2 separate regions of the Sus scrofa genome follow, and region 2 is linked to region 1. A link is a contact called in public HiChIP or PLAC-seq data. All regions are on one chromosome and are shown on one strand. The core of a region is the stretch at or near the end of the contact, and the rest is flanking DNA. Distances in the headings are between cores, read along the strand shown. Region 1 holds the start of SAMHD1 (deoxynucleoside triphosphate triphosphohydrolase SAMHD1-like). Region 2 holds the start of RBL1 (retinoblastoma-like protein 1).

Evidence for each region. HiChIP or PLAC-seq counts read pairs in DNA pulled down with a chosen protein or histone mark.
Region 2: a contact with region 1 is called in an H3K27ac HiChIP or PLAC-seq map of alveolar macrophages. The contact joins the promoter of RBL1 here to the promoter of SAMHD1 in region 1. A contact is called at or near these places in 1 of 5 promoter capture datasets (liver), 1 of 47 Hi-C or Micro-C datasets (epiblast stem cells) and 1 of 2 datasets of contacts at active chromatin or transcription factors (alveolar macrophages).

Annotation. Positions count from the first base shown.
Region 1 is chr17:40,169,892-40,175,066 of Sscrofa11.1, reverse strand. It overlaps SAMHD1 (deoxynucleoside triphosphate triphosphohydrolase SAMHD1-like), which reads left to right and starts at 3,190. Exons shown (of 16, transcript NM_001292105.1): 1 at 3,190-3,464. The coding sequence starts at 3,257.
Region 2 is chr17:40,276,392-40,281,566 of Sscrofa11.1, reverse strand. It overlaps RBL1 (retinoblastoma-like protein 1), which reads left to right and starts at 2,249. Exons shown (of 22, transcript XM_021077346.1): 1 at 2,249-2,671. The coding sequence starts at 2,516. LOC110257355 (a long non-coding RNA gene) reads right to left here and starts at 3,238. Exons shown (of 3, transcript XR_002339844.1): 1 at 3,136-3,238.

The DNA of each region.
Region 1 (5,175 bases), core at 1,941-4,440:
CAAACCTAAGTGATTAAACTTAAAACCCTGCTTATATCACCTTCTATTGCCCAAGAAACCTTGCGGTAGGGGCAGATTTTCCCACAAGTTTTATAAACACAAGTTTTCAAACCAGCCATTGCCACACTGAAATATGTCTTTCACATTTATACTATTTATTGTCTCTTTGCCATCCTCACCCTTGTTTTGGTTTCACAAGTCTTGACAACTGCCATCTTTTCTCAGATTATTCTGTGGTTTAAAGTTATGTTTTTCCGGTCCTGGCCCTTCTATACAGCTTGAGGTCAAGGTGACTTCTCTGTACTTCCCCTCACAGGTCTAGGGGACAAGTAAGCAATTGAAAATTTTGGGTTAACTAACATAAAATAGTTTTTTGTTTGTTTGTTTGTTTGTTTTGTCTTTTTGCTATTTCTTGGGCCGCTCCCGCGGCATATGGAGGTTCCCAGGCTAGGGGTCAAATCGGAGCTGTAGCCACTGGCCTATGCCAGAGCCACAGCAACGCGGGATCCGAGCCGAGTCTGCAACCTACACCACAGCTCACGGCAACGCCGGATCGTTAACCCACTGAGCAAGGGCAGGGACCGAACCCACAACCTCATGGTTCCTAGTGGGATTCGTTAACCACTGCGCCACGACGGGAACTCCCATAAAATAGTTTTAAATCAAAACTCGCATTACTAGAGTTCCCTTGTGTCACAGTGGGTTAAGGATCCAGCATTGTCACTGCTTCGGCTCAAATAGCTGCTGTGACGATGAATCAGTCCTTGGCCTGGGAACTTCTGCACGCCCCTGGCATGGCCAAAGAGGAAAAAAAAGGATGGAGTTCCCACTGGCTCAGCATTAATGAACCTCACTAGTATCCATGAGGATGTGAGTTGGAATCCTGGCCTTGCTCAGTGGGTTAAGGATCTGGTGTTGCTGTGAGCTGTGGTGTAGGTCACAGATGAAGCTCAGATCCTTAATTGCTGTGGCTCTGATTTGACCCCTAGCCTGAAAATTTCCATATGCTGTGGGCGTGGCCCTAAAAAGAAAAGAAAGAAGGAAAACAAAACCCTCCATTACCAAGCAATTGTTGGCAAGCAATTAGGAGCATGGGCCTTAGAGCCAGGCTAGATTGCCTAGGTTTGAATCCAGGCTTGAATCCTAGCTGTGTGACACTTATTTATTTCCTTGTACTTCAGTTCCTTACATCTTAAGGTTATTGCGATACTTTTTTTTTTTTCTTCTTTTTAGGGCCGCACCTGCAGCATATGTAAGTTCCCAGATGAGGGGTTGAACCAGAGCTGCAGCTGCCGGCTTAGGCCACAGCAGTGCAAGATCTGAGCAGGTTCTGAGCAGCATCTGCAACCTCCGCTGCAGCTTGAGGCAACACCAGATCCTTAACCCACTGAGCAAGGCCAGGGATCAAATCTGCATCCTCACGGATACTAGTCCTGTTCTTAACCTGCTGAGCCACGATGGGAACTCCAGGGTTATTGTGATACTTAAATGAATTAATATTTGTAAAGCCCTTAGAACAGTATCTGGCACACAGTAAAACACTAAGAGTTTGCTCAAAATATTTTGCTCAATGCTAGACCACTGATTAGTTTACGCTGCTTACTGATAATCTATCTCATTCACCCTGTATCTCCTAGATGGGTCTATGGCTGGGTTGACAGGAACTTGTATTGGTAGTAGTAGTTCTTTTACCAGTTAATTGCACAAACCAGGATTTATAGAGAAGTTTGTGTCCTGCCTCAGAGTGGCAAAAATGAGAGGAAGATCCCTGCTATTTCCACAAGCTGTTACCAGCAGGTAGTAAAAGTCCTTGAAAATAAATTGGCCACTTCCTTTCCTCTGGGCAGGGAGTTGGAATGGAGAGAAGGGTTGAGAATTCTTTTAGAAGTCTGAAGTCTGCTCATGTGTGGAAACCTGAAGATAGGCTAAAACTTCACAGACAGGCATCCCCAGGATCCTCTAACTGCCCAGTATATATATATATATATATTTTTTTTTTTTTGTCCTTTTGCCTTTTCTAGGGCTGCTCCCACAGCATATGGAGGTTCCCAGGCTAGGGGTGGAATCAGAGCTGTAGCCGCCGGCCTGTGCCACAGCCACAGCAACACAGGATTCGAGCCGAGTCTGCGACCCACACCACAGCTCACGGCAACGCCGGATCCTCAACCCACTGAGCAAGGCCAGGGATCGAACCTGCAACCTCATGGTCCTCAGTCAGATTGGTTAACCACTGAGCCATGACGGGAATTCTGCCCAGCATATCTTAAAAACTGGTAATGTAGGGGTGTGGAAAAAGAGAATAGGGAGCTTGACAAGAGTAGAGCCATCTTGCCACCATCGTCCATCTTGGTTAACTTAAGCTGACCCATATGAGGGCTCTGAGAAAAGCAAAGTCTCTAGGACTTGAGAAACTCCAGGCCCCAATTGTTCTAAGGATATTTGAAAATAGCTGGATTGTACTTGAGGTTAATTATCAGAGTAACAATGTAAGACATTTTGCACAGCTATACATCTTTCTCTATCCTGCACATAATTAAAAGTTAATGTAGCATGTAAAACATGTCAGCAAGCACTATATCTCTCCCTTTCTCTTTGGGGTCCATGATTGGGAAGCAATTCCCCCGTGGACCCACGAGTGTTAATAAAGCTGTTCTCCATCTTCCTGGGGTGTCCTCTGACGTGATTTCTGGGAATTCTACAACAGTAAAATGTAAGAAAACACCTTCACATCAGATTTGAATTCATTCCAGCATCTTCCAGTTCAGCTTCCTGCCAATTTTTCTCTTAATTGGGAAGACAGGGGCAACTTTAAGGCCTTTGAGGGTTTTTTTTAAGTTTAGGGTATCTGAAACACCGCCAAGGGTAAGCCTGGGGTACTCATTAGCTCAGTTCACCAGAAGAGCCCCTGCTCTGGACTGTAGCGGGACGTCCCAGGCACACTCGTTCCAGGCTCCCCCGCCCTTACCAGCACCTCCCTCAGTTCGGCCTCCATTCACTCCCTTTATCGAAAACGTGCGGGTGGGGTTTAGGGCCATTGGACGGTCATTGCGCCTGCGCGAGGGCTGGGGGGCGTGGGGGTGCTGAGATGGGTGGCCGGCCTGGTCCCAAGGTGCGAGCTGTCAGTGCGCCTGCGCGGGAGGCCTGGGGGCTGGCAGTACTTAGCTGACTCGCGGTAGGCGCCGGACTGTCAGTGCGCCTGCGCGTGGGTAGAGCGCCGGGGTTCTAGGCTGTGCTGAGCCGGTTGCTGGGTGTAGCCATGCAGAGTGCCGACTCCCAGCAGCCCTCCAAGCGACCCCGGTGCGATGGCAGCCCGACAACCCCGCCAAACACCCCTCCAGCAGCGGCAGAGAGGTCCCTGGGCCCCAACCTCCACCCTGACCACCGGACCTGGGGCCCGGAGCAGGTGTGCGGCTTCCTAAATCGCAGTGGCTTCGGCGATTCTGAACTGCTGGAACGCTGCCGAGGTAGCAGGGCTGGAGGGCTGAGGGGCCGGGGGCGGCGGGGGGGGGGGGGTGGCGGCGACCCGAGGTGGGGCCAGCGGACCTGAGGAGAGGGCGCTCTGAGGTAATGAGCGTGGGGCCTCAAAGAGGAGCCAAGTGGACGAGGGAGCCCGAACGCGGGAGGCACCAGAAGGGGTGGACCTGAAGCGGGGCGCCCAGGAGGGATGACCTGAGGCGGAGAACGGAAACCTGAGGGGGCGAGCACTCGGAGAAAGGAGCCTGAGGCGAGGAAGGGAACTTTACGCCGGAGGCACCCAAAGGGGTGGACTGAGGCGGCGGCTCCCAGGAGTGATGGATGAAGGAGAAAGGGGCGGGGGGGGGCGTCTGGGGTCGGGGATCCGTAGGAATGAAGCAGACTTTGGGGATTGCGAACCTAGGGTTGGGGGTGGCAGTTGGTCTGACTCTGGTGGCCTTCTTCAGGAACTTGCCCCGCCGGCGCCGGACACGCGGGACTCAGCTCCCTTTTTCAGTTCGGAGAGCCTGGTGGGAGGGAGAGTTGCTGTCTCCCGAGCGCGCTCTGCTGATGCAGCTCCATGAACACTTGCCACGTGAGGAGGGTATATTTGGGTGCTTTAAAGTTTCTATTTCCTCTGCTCCCCTCCCAACTTGGGATTTTTCTAAAGAGGAAAGAACTTTTCTCCTCATCTCTGAATCCCCATCACCTACCTTAGCATCCCAGTTGGGCTCAATACATACATGCTTGATGACTGTACTTGCAGAGCTTGGCCATGATCATGTTTTGTTCTCCAAAAGCAGTTTCCCTCCCTAAATCAGAGCGGTCGGGTGGTTCAGTTGACCAGTGAACTCCCAGGAGCCCACAACTTGGCCGCATCACACGGGGGAGATGTGTGGGTTGGGTGTGCGACTTTACTGGCTCAGGTTCAAGTATCCATCTGCTTGAAATCTACTCAACTTCCCGTAAGGGGTGTGAGGCTTAACCTATTCTTTACCCTCTGAAGTGTTCCATAGGAAGAGAATGTGATTTGCAAATTCAGCAAACTTTTGCGGTTGTAGGGTGGAGCTTTATTTGCTTAGGCTAGGGGACTAGGGTGGGAGGAACTTTAGTGGTTGAAGATTTAAATTTAAAGATAGCTTAATGGGTGTAGGAAATTGTACTTCTTTTTTTCCTTTTTCCCTTTTGTTCTCCACCACTTCTGGGAATGAAATTTTTCTTTGAGTAGCAATAGGTGGGGATGAAGTTGTTTTTATTTATTGTCTTCAAAATATGATTGCCTATATTGTTGATTCTCTCTTTCGGTGGTGTCCTGTAGATTCATCAGTCTTCATGATGATCTGTCCTCTTGACCCACAGTCAAATACTAGCGGAGGGCATTATGTGCTTTTAATTGGTAGAAACTGACCAAGTATTCATAACTGTACATTTCTTACTACCTGCTTTGTTTTGACTACACTTTAGTCAGTCTGCTCTCTCTTCTACTGACCTCTGAACTCTTATTTGCCCCCAACCTAGAGCAAACACTAAAAAAGTGGAATATGCCCCGTGATTAACTTCTCCAGGGAACCAGTTGACCACAGTGGGACAATATCCTGTCGGGCTGGGGTCACTTCTCCTGCAAAGATTTTACTTAATCTCTGCTTGCCCCTCCTTTACAGTATTAAAAAGACACCTTCTTTTTTGTTTGATTTTGAGCCAATTGTAGACTTCTGAGATCAG
Region 2 (5,175 bases), core at 1,000-3,499, 110 kb before region 1:
GACCCACCTTGCCGCTGGTTCCCAAGTTCTACCCCCTTTATGTGTAGGGAATGTAGGTCTTCCAGGTCCCAAGAGCCACCTCTTAAACTTCCTTCAAGCATTTCATACACACAACTCCAGGACTGGTCTCATCCCTCTGCTCGTATGCCCATTCTAGTTGACAGTATCATACTTCAACCTCTGGGCCCAGATGGAAACCTATGTTATTAGAGATTTCTCCTCTTCAGCAGTGGTCCCTTCAGTTCTAGGACAAAGTCGTATCTGTCCAGGCTGTCTCCTTTCTACACTAACCTGGCTCCCAACCCCAGATCTCTAGTCTCTACCCCATCCAATGCACATGTGACAATGCAGCCCGAGGAACCTGTCCAAAACACATACTGATCATTCACCTCCATTCATTAACCCCCACTGATTACGTCCAGGCTCATGCGGTCCTAGGCAACCTATCTTGACCTGTCTTCCATTTTCATCTCTGGTGACTCCTTCCCTTGTCTAAGCAACAATGGGCTCTTTGTAATTTTTCAGACACACCATGCTAAGTACTGAGCGCCAACTACAGGAGTCAGTCACTAATCTAAACTCTGAAATACAGTGAACATGAAAGTGATGCCGGAAAGATGTTACCAGAATCTGGGTTCTTGTTCACGCAGTCAAAGAATGAACTCCGGGAACACACAGGCAGCAAGCAAGCAGTCTTTATTACAGGAAAGCAAATAGCTCCCAGGCTGCTGGGAAGGGGCAGAAGAGCCACCCACTCTGTATTGTCCTATAAGAGTTTTTATCCCTTAAAGATGGCGGGGGGGGGGGGTACCAACATGGGGTCCAGAAAGATGGGGTTTTCTCCCATTGGCCTTGCCAAGTTTCCTATATCAGTCCTTGTCCAATAGGAGTTTTAGGGGTGGAACTATCCCATGTGTTTTATGATTTCTTTGTCCTCTTTCCTTGGACTAAGTTACCATTCCTCTCATTCCTTTTCTATCAGTTGAGGAGTGGGTTAGAGATTAAGGTCCCTATGGGGAGAGGCACATTTCCTATAGTAAACAAGGCCTGTGGGGAATTACTCTCTGGAGCCCTTAAACCACAAATGTTAATCAACAGCCATATCAAAGAATGCATCAAAGCCCATGCTCCTACACTGACTACATGAGTTAGTACTCTGCCTCAAAAGGAAGGCCCTACTCTCATGAAACTCACATTTTAGTAGGAAGAACCAGGGAATAAAGATAATTTCAGATAATGATAAGGTGCTATGAAGACAAATATGGTGGAGGAAAAGATGAGAGTCAGCTATTTGAAATAAAGTGCTCAGGGATGCCCTGACAGGGTGCCTTTTAGTTGAACTTGAATGAGGATGAGGCAGACAAGAAAAGACCTGGCATAGAGGGGCTGTTTGACCACCATGTGAGAAAGTCTTTGTGGAAAGAACTAATTTGGCAGCTTGGCATTTCCAAGGTTCCAAAACAAAGCAGTGAGGCTGGATCTTATTATATATCTGGAGAAGGGGACGCTCCCCTAGATGAGGTGGGGCCAGATTACATAGGGCCTTACTGGCCATGGAAAGAATTTTGGACATTACTTTAAGGGCAAAGGGTTTACTGAAGGATCCTAAATGATTGACTATGCTCTTATTTACCTTTTTAAAAGATCACTCTGGCTCTTCATGGGAAAGGGGTCTTGCTGGAGCAGAAGGGTCAGCTTTAAGACCAGTTCCATGCCTTCAGGTTTATGTTCTGGTCACTCCTAAGTCTGGAAGGACGATTTTTACTAGGTTCCAGGGACCCAGCTCCCAGGGAGCAGGGAGCTGAGAAAGTGCCCCCTTACTGCAGCTCTTTTAGCCCAGGTCAAGCCTCATTTGGAGTTCAAGAAGCGATGGATAGGGGTCCCCTAATACCCCTGCCTCACCAACCCTTCAGTCGCTCAAAAAACCATTCACTAGGTGCTAAAGACACTGAGGAGGGTCCGACAGGCCTTTCCTAGCCCTCTCTGTAGACGGACATTTTTCGATTTCCTCCAACTCCTAACTCAAGGGACAACTCTGGATTAGTCTGTGTTTGGCGCCCCGCGGCAGTGACAAACCCAGGCCCACGGGTTGGTGGGGCAGAGGAGACCTCTCTAAAATTAACAAGGCCACCCCGCAACACGGAGCCCAATCCCGCCGCCCGCTCCAAGGCAGGATATGGACTACCACTCCCAGCAGACTCTGCGCGCGGACTGCCGATCCCTCCGCACCCAATTTGTCCCGCCGGCTGTGTCTACCGCTACCTGCCAAGGGCCAAGTCCAGGTTTTTTAGACTCTAAATTCCTTCTTCTTAGCATGTTTCTGGAAGGGGCAGCGTGGAGCCCTGGAGGAAAGACGGACTTTTTTTCAGGAGAAACGCGGATGCAGACCATCAAAAAGACGTAGTGCTACAACCCGCGATTTTCGCGCGCTTTGGCGCGGGAGGTTGTGGGTAGCGCGCCCAGGAAGGAGAAAGGAGCCGGGGCTGTGACCACGCCGCCCGCCGGGCCTGAGGGGATGGACGAGGAAGATCCCTGCGCCGAGGGGGCGGCGGTGGTCGCCGCGGCCGGAGAAGCACTGCAGGCTCTGTGCCAGGAGCTGAACCTGGACGAGGGGAGCGCGGCCGAAGCCCTGGACGACTTCACCGCCATCCGGGGCACCTACAGTCTAGAGGTGAGCGGCGGCAGGTGAGGCGGACGACCGAGCTCGCCAGGCCCCACCCCTGCTCCGCCCCACCCCACCCAGTAGGGCGGTGGGAGTTTCCCCACCGGGAAGGGTCTCTGCCCATCCCGGCGCCGAAGAGTTCGAGACTGGAAGGGCGGGTGTAGATCAATCTCGCCACTTATTTTGAGGCGGGAAATCGAAGTCCGGAAAAGGAGCAGCTGGTTCAGGGTCACGCCACTCAGGGGCTCCCTAGACCCCAGACCTGCGCCGCAAACTCATGGGACTGCTCTTAAGTTTGTATAAAAAAAAAAAAAGTTCTGTAATGGTGAAAGGTTAAACGAATTGTGTGCTGAGATGCCACTGCGCAGCGCTTTGTCATTTTACTTAGTTCTCGCCACAACCCTTTGAACATGTTCCGTGATCCCCATTATACAGCTGAGGAAGCTGAGCCCTCAAGTGGTTAAGCTACTTACCCAGGGTCACACGGGTAGTGGTGGAGCCGGAACCACAACCTCTTCACCTTCCGCCTCAAGGTGTTGGTTGCTCGCCTTGCGGTAGACTATGCAGCAGTTTGATCACATTATTATCGAGTGTGCACACAGTGCTTATCTCTCCGCCCCAGGTTTCTCCTCTCAGATGGGGATAATTAGATTATCCCAATGCGAAGTACAGTGTCTGTCTCTGAACAAAATAAATGTAGGCTATCATTCGAATTTTCCCCCAATCACTCTTGCATTTAGTTCTCATGAGAGCTCTGTGAACATGGCAGGGCAATGAGTTTTAAACCTGCTTTTCAGGTAATAACATCAAGGCCCAGAGGACTGTCTTACCCAGAATCATTCTCACTAATTATGATAGGCACCCAGTCGAGTGGTAAGCCTACGTAGAGATAGAATTGTGATGGAACTGTTCACAATTACTCCAGAGGCCTTATGATCAAACGTTTCCTTGATTCGGGAGGGCTGGACTCACACAGAGTGCCATACTGACTCATTGCCCAGGGCAGTAATTAATTGCTGGGTTCAAAGGCATAGAGTTGGAAATTTGGAGTTAAGCATATGTGTGTCTATATATAAAGGAGAAGAAGAGAGACTCTTGTATGTCTCCAGGATAGGACTGGATAGATTGGATAAAGGACAGTGATCTGCATCTCTGGGTGGCACGACTGGAATAAGAAAATAGAAGATACGGGAGATTGGCCTCTTGATTGAAAACAAACTTTTTACAAGTCTGAGAAAGTCATTTTTTTTTTCCCCCACCATCCTATCTTTACTCCACTGATTTCCCCCAGCCCTGAATGATTGTCAGCAACTGGAAAACTCCTAATTGTACCTCAAAATTCCATCCGAGTGTACCCACTTCCTTGCCCTCAGAATGAGTTCTCATACCCCTGAGAAAGCTATTTCTGACATCTCAAGTCCTCATTTGGTCTCTCATTGAATAAGCATTACCGAATGCAGTCTCAGCAATGATCAAGGCATTAAACTAGGCACCTCTTTCAGATTCTTGAATATGCCAAGCTTGTTCCTACTTGTGTTCTTCCTCCATGCTGTTCCCTCTGCCTAGAAACTTTTCCTTCACTCCCCACTCCAGGGAAAATTGAAGAGCTAACTCTCAGGCAGAGTTGATCAGGGTATCTTAAATGTTTGACTTAGAAAGCACAGATGTGTAAATTAAGATTTTTGTATTTATTCTGTCTAGTTTTTTATTTTCTTTTTTGTTTTGTTTTTGGTGTGGAAGGCATTTCCATGTATCTCTTGCTTCCTTGGAACCTCTCTCTCCCTGGCCCCTATCCCCTCTAGTCTACCTGACATGCTCCTGCTTATATTTTCCCCCTACCCACCCCACTTCCTCAGTACATTTTGGTGGTTTACCACCACTCACCACTTGTCTCTTTCTGTGAACCTTTCCCTGACCCCCAGTCAAAACCAGTTACTCACTACACTGTATTCTGCCGTAATATTTTGTCTTCAATTCTAATAACGTATCTTACCAGTTGCAGATAATAGTATCTGTTCCTCTTGACCTGGAGTTCCATGACATCAGAAACCATCCTTGTATTTTTAAGGCTGTGCATCGAGGAACTAGATTAAATACCATAGGTGCTTTTTTTTTGGTAAAAAAAATCAAAGGAGTAATTTTGGTTCTTAAATTTTTAGTGTTTCCATCTAGTAGACTATATCCTAAAGCTCTGTAGTATTTGGATGTTGTACCCAAACAATTAGTTAATTAAGCCTTCTAAAAATCAAGCTTACCTGCCTCACTTAATGCCTTGATCAAAAGGACTTTTCACTATTTCAGGGTGGGAACACTGGGTCTTAGTGGCTACCCATGTTTTTTTTTTTAGGGCCGCACTCGCAGCATATGGAGGTTCCCAGGCTAGGGGTCTAATCGGAGCTGTAGCTGCTAGCCTATGCCAGAGCCCCAGCAACACGGGATCCGAGCCTCGTCTGCAACCTACACCACAGCTCACAGCAACACCGGATCCTTAACCCACTGAGCAAGGGCAGGGA